2 separate regions of the Ovis aries genome follow, and region 2 is linked to region 1. A link is a contact called in public Hi-C data. All regions are on one chromosome and are shown on one strand. Each heading gives the region's core, a stretch centred on a gene start, on an enhancer-like site or on the middle of the called end of the contact. The rest is flanking DNA. Distances are from core to core; before and after follow the strand shown. Region 1 holds the start of PITPNM2 (phosphatidylinositol transfer protein membrane associated 2). Region 2 overlaps HIP1R (huntingtin interacting protein 1 related).

Region 1 (2,700 bases), core at 117-2,616:
AGGAATGTAGGATGAGGAATCTAGGATTTATGTAGAGGGCAGCAAATGCGTTGAAAGGGGATAGAGCCAGAAGATTTGCCTTGAAATGACATTTGCCTAGCAAACACACTCTATTTACTCAGAACGTCCATCGGAGGTTTCCCTAAGAGAGAATTAGCTGCACGTTATGGGGGATGGGGGACTCAAGAGTTTTGTCCTCCCCAAGTCACCCAGCGGCCCTGCACGCCCCCGGCCCCCTACCCCATAAGAAAAGCTGAGAGGGATAGGAAGGCAGATGGCTGCTCAGACACAGAGCTGGCACCGCAGGTTTTACAACAGGAAAGGGCGACTCACAGGATGGAGATTGGCTAGATTTTTCCTCCAGCGAGGGGGACACCTGGGAGCACTTCTTCCAAGTCCTGGCCCCCTCTCTCTGAGGGCCACACCCCACGCTTAGGCCCCGGGTACCCACCCAGGCAGGCCAGGGCTGGAGGAGGAGAGAAGCACAGAGGGCTGGCCGGAGGGCTGTGGCCACCACTTCCTCCCGACCCCTCGGTCAGGAGCGCGGGCCGGCCGGGGCAGGCCCAGCACCGCACACACACCTGCCCCTGCGCCGCCGTGACACTTGTCACTGGGGGAGGGGAGCCCTCCGCGCCCCAGCCGGAACCGACGGAAATTCGGAATTAGCATTGGGCCCCTCACCCCCCGAATCCGGAGGGCCCGTGCTTGGGGTAGGGGCGTCGGAGGCGGATTTCCTCAGCCCCGGTCCCGGCGCGCCACACCCTCCTCCCAGCGCGGGGCTGGGGGCCCGGGTCTCCCACTTTTCCGCGCACCGACCAGGAGGGCGGGCCGGGGCCTCCGGGAGCCGCCGCCTGCCCGGCCGGTGAGGGGGGGGGTCCCCGCCCCGAGCCCGCCCCCGCCCCCGAGCCCGCCCCCACCCCGGGGTTCGCTGCGGCCCTGAGGAGGGGGCCCAGCCGCGCCGCCTTCCGGCCGGGCAGCCGAGACACTCACCCCGCTCTGCACGGCGCTGCTCCGTCCTCTTCGGCCGCGCTGGGCCGCCGCCGCCTCACGCGGCCCGGGAGACTCCGGCCCGGTGGCCCCGGCCCGGCCGGCTGCGCCCCGCGGCTCCACGCGCCGCCGCCGCCGCCAGCTGGCCCCGGGCGAGCGGCCGGGCTCCCGCGGGCATGCTCCCCGACCGTCGGCGGGCGGGCGGCGAGCGGGCGCACGTGCGGGCCGCCTCGGGTCTGGGCGCTCGGAGCGGGGGCCGCGGGCGGGGATGGAGGCGGCGGCCGGCGGGGCGCGGGGCCGGGCGCGCCCGCGGACCGGCCTGACAGCTCTACACGGCGGCGCCGCCGTGCCCCGCGCGCCCCAGCGGCCGCTGCTGCCCGTGCGCGCCGGGCCCGCCTCGCATTCCCTCACTCGGCGGTGGGCCTGCGCCTCCGTCAGGCCACGCGCGGAGCCGCCCGCCGCCTCCGCCCGCCCGCCCGCCGCGAGGGCCAGCCTCCGCCGGGAGAAACCCCGACAAACTTGGCCCGGCTCGGGCGTCAGGTCTGCGCTCGCCCGGGCGACCCCGGGAAAGGCCTGGAGGTCACTTCCATGAGGGGAGGCCCCGGCCCACGACCTCTTGGCCCTTTTAATACTGTGAGCCTCACTTGCCAGGAAACACTCTCCCCCACCACCACCACCCCAACACTACCAGGGGAAAGGAATGAGCAGATTTACAGAAAAGGGGGAAAAAAAAAAAAGGAAAAATTGAGTCCTTTGGGAGTAAGATAACAAAATCAAGGGGAACGAGCAGCGGAACACTAAGGAAGGCATTTGGAATGTGTGGGCAAACCAAAGGTAGTCAATGGAAGTCCAGACCTTGACACCTGGTGCTTTTATCCGTTACCAACCCGATTTGCAGAAATAGAGGCAACCAGGAGTTCTCTCCTCAGAACACCAAATATGGTCTGGACCAAAAAATGAAAATGCTCTTTGGCAATCAGAAGGCGTGGCAGTCATAGTAGCCAGAGGGTAAGATCTAGCCCCTGACCTCAAGAAGGAACTGGCAGAGGATCAGAAATAGCTTCATCTTGATATTCCGACCAGACTGGACACTCCAGTTGGACCAAGAGGGTACTGAGTGCTATTTAAATCATGAAGTATATATTTAGATTAAGCAAGGATGGCTTTATAAAGATTTGAAGTAACTGAATTAAACAGGGCACACCCCAAACCTAGGAGTAGTTTACTTATCACCAAGTATCACTTTCTCAGGTTGAAAGGAGGCAGGGAGCCTTCCCCTTGGGAGGGCAAGTGTAAGGTGAAGTTAAAAGCAGCCCAAGATGAGTTCAGATCAAGTCAGAGAGGAACAACCCAGACCAAAGGCCGTCCAATCTCCTTGGACACTGAATGGGCCAACTCCTTCCCTCCACCAAGAGGCACCCTAAGACCCAGTAAAGGTTTCCAGCCCCAGCTGCTGTTCTGAGTAGGCCAGGGATTGAGTCATCGTCTATCTCCTACACAGGTGTCCTCCTTGCCTGAGGATCTGTGGAAGCCAAACTGGGTGACAGGTCCTTTCACTGCTACTTCTGCCTTGACCTTTACTTTTTTGATAAAGGTAAAAAAAAAAAAAGTTTTCAGAGCATATAGATTTCTGGAGTGAGGCTCTCTGCCTGTAGGCCAGTCAGAACAGAGGCCCTGGACAGCTGCCCTTGTAACCCTGCGGTACCTGCTCCC
Region 2 (2,700 bases), core at 190-2,689, 280 kb before region 1:
CCGGCCCACACATCTGCCGCCTGCACACAACGGGGCCTGTTCCCGCCGGAGGGACCCTGTTCCCTCAGCCGGTGGCGCGGGGAGCGGACGGCACCAGGAGGCGGGCTTGCGGGAGGGGGGGTGGACGGGAGGGGCCTGAGTCACCCACGTCTTGCTGGGTCCCCAGAGCCTCCCTCGCTGCCTCTGGAAACCTTCCATGTGCACCCCATGGCACTGACATGGACTCGGGGGAAGGGAGGTGGGGGGTGAGTAAGGACACTGTCAGGGGTGCTGAGCGCGTGGAGAAGCGTAAATCAGGGGAGACTGAAGCAGGGCAGTGGGAGGAAGGGGACCCGCGAGCTGACTCCCCAGAGGGAAGGCCAGGCACGCTTCCTGGGGGTCCAGGCCCAGCCACGAGAGGGCGCTTACATCTGGACTGACGCTGCGGGAGGGCAGGGAGGTGAGCCCTGCTCCCGGCTCCCCTGCTGGGCCCCAGCCCGCCCACTTGGGCAGGGTGGGTCTCTGCTGCAGGCCAGGGGAAGAGGGACGGGGGGCTGGCCTCCAGGAGGGAGGGGTGTCCGCACGCCCCCTTCCTGGGGTCTGGGGTCAGGCCCCAGGACAGCGGGAGGGCAGAGTGCCTGCTGAGCCTGACTGCAGGTGACGTTTTGGCATCTCCCGGCCTTCGGGGCAGCCTGCTTTGCACCTGTGGCCCTCCTCTGTGCTGGCCCATGGTCTTGCGGGCCAGGTGGCAGTCGTCAGAGCCAGCTCAAGTGTCAGGGCAGTTGGGGGATGGGGTTATACACCCCAGAGACGGGCCCACTCCCATCTCATGGGCTGATGTGCCCACCCCTGCCAGCTCTCTACCTGTGCTGGAAGGAGAGGCCTGGGAGCTGGACTGCAGGATCGTTAGGACACAGCCAGACCTGCCTGTGCCCTTATTAGCTGTACAGATACCCAAGCTCCCGGAGCCTCAGTTTCCTCATCAGGAAAGTGGGCTCACGCCCGCTGGGAGCGTGTTGCCTGGACCTGGTGCAGGGGAGTGCCCAGGCGTTTCTGGTTGTTGATCTCTGTCCTCAGCCTCTGGGGCAAGTTCTCTGCCCGGTGGGGCATGAGGTTGGCAGGCCAGCAGCAGTACACCCAGGCCGGCTCCTCTCACAGTTGATGCCTGTGGATCGTGGGCAGGCGCCGGGGCCTCAGGGAGGTGGAGCTGGCAGAGGGCCAGCAAACATGGAACAGATGGCCAGGGAGCCTTCCGTGTCTGGCTCGCCGAGGCTTCTCACGTAAGGGGAGCCAGAACCGGCCTGTGTCCTCTCAGGACCCTGGTCCACAGAGAGGCCAGAGCTGCGCCCCCAGCCTGGCCCTTGATGCTGGGGGAGCCGCCCCCCCAGGACCCAGAGTGCTGTGTACCACTGCCCAGCTCTCCCCAAGCCCCCAGGAATGGCCACAATGGGTGCTGTGTGTGAAAGGAGGTCAGGCGGCCTGGCTGGGGTGGGCATGAGGGGCCCGGCCAGCCCAGCCCCAGCCGCTCCCAGGTCCGGGAGCCGGAGCAGAAAGCACGGCCATGGCTCTTGGGGTTGCTCTCCTCGCAGAGCAGGCCTCCAGTCAGTCACAGCAGGACCACAGATGAGTGAGATCACCTCGCGCCTAGCAGCACCAGGTCCTGTTGTCCCCGCTCCAGAGGTGGAGAGCAGAGTGGCCTCCGGGTTAGAAAGAAAGGAAGCACCCGCTGCCCCTCAGGGCTCTGTCTCCATCCTGTCTTGCTCCCACCACAGCTGGGCCCGCTCCAGACAAGTCGGGGCAGGACCGGGCTGCAGGGAGAGCAGGGACCCCCTTGCCCAGCCTCGAGAGCTCCCTGGACAGCCTGGGGCTGCACTTGTGGGGGACTTGGGAGAATTGCTGAGCTGGAGAGGTGTCTGCACTGGGCAGGGACCCCGTCCCGACCCTCCTGCCAACCAGCAGCTCTTCTCACTCGATCCACAAGCTCAGGGCTAGGTGGGTGGACAGAGGCTTACAAGACTTGCCACCAGGTGGAGAATTAAAACATATGAATGAGCAAGCCCAGGGCCAGTGGTGGTTCCTGGGTGAGTGGAGTCGGGGTGACAGTGCCCCAAGCGTTTGGTGAGGGAGCAGTCATATCCAGGAAGCCTTCTTGGAAGAGGAGGCATTGAGCTCAGGGGGACAAGACTCCAGCAGGTGGAGGTGGGAGGGGCCCGAGACTGCCACCTTGCTCGGAGCCTGAGTCGGGGCAGCACGTGTGCTAGGTGGGTCCCCCTTCCTGCCACCCCTGCTGGGTTGCAGTCACTGGGTCAGTGGGGCTGGGAGCTGAGTCAGGACTTGCCCACCCAGCATGCGCGCAGACAGGCCATGGGACCTGGTGTCTCCTGGTTTTCCACGTAGTGGCTGTGGGGGCCTCGTCGCTCTAGGCCAGGCCCCGGGGTAAAGTGGGGGTGACATGCATCTCCTGGTGGAGTCCTGGAAGGCTCAGCAGTCTCTCCGAGAAGCGGGACCCATGGAAGCTGTCAGGAGGGGACTGGCCTTGTCCCCAGGGCCCCAGGGGGCCACACCTTCTGGGGAGAAGGAACCACCTGCAGTTTCCAGATCAGAGCTGCTCTCCTGCAGCACAAGCTGGCCCTTGGCCTTATTTCCCAGACTCCAGATGCTCTCAGTGGCGGCGGCATCGAGCGTTAGTTGTAGTTTGAGCTGCACGTATCAAGTGAAAGA

What was found. Hi-C and Micro-C count contacts between places; a contact is called where the count stands out from the background.
Region 2: a Hi-C map of hypothalamus shows a contact between it and region 1, with 2.4 times the contacts expected there. The contact joins the enhancer-like site here to the promoter of PITPNM2 in region 1. A contact is called at or near these places in 2 of 16 Hi-C or Micro-C datasets (hypothalamus and liver).

What each region holds. Positions count from the first base shown.
Region 1 is chr17:52,432,086-52,434,785 of ARS-UI_Ramb_v3.0, reverse strand. PITPNM2 (phosphatidylinositol transfer protein membrane associated 2) reads right to left here and starts at 1,366. Exons shown (of 28, transcript XM_060401114.1): 1 at 991-1,366.
Region 2 is chr17:52,716,205-52,718,904 of ARS-UI_Ramb_v3.0, reverse strand. All of the region lies in intron 1 of HIP1R (huntingtin interacting protein 1 related), which reads left to right. Among named protein-coding and RNA genes, the nearest start is that of HIP1R, 12 kb to the left of the region's middle. Within about 2 kb of position 1,439, at least 15 of the 54 cell types and tissues checked have an H3K27ac peak or open chromatin away from gene starts, as enhancers often do. A contact at or near this core is called in hypothalamus and liver, where this site is marked.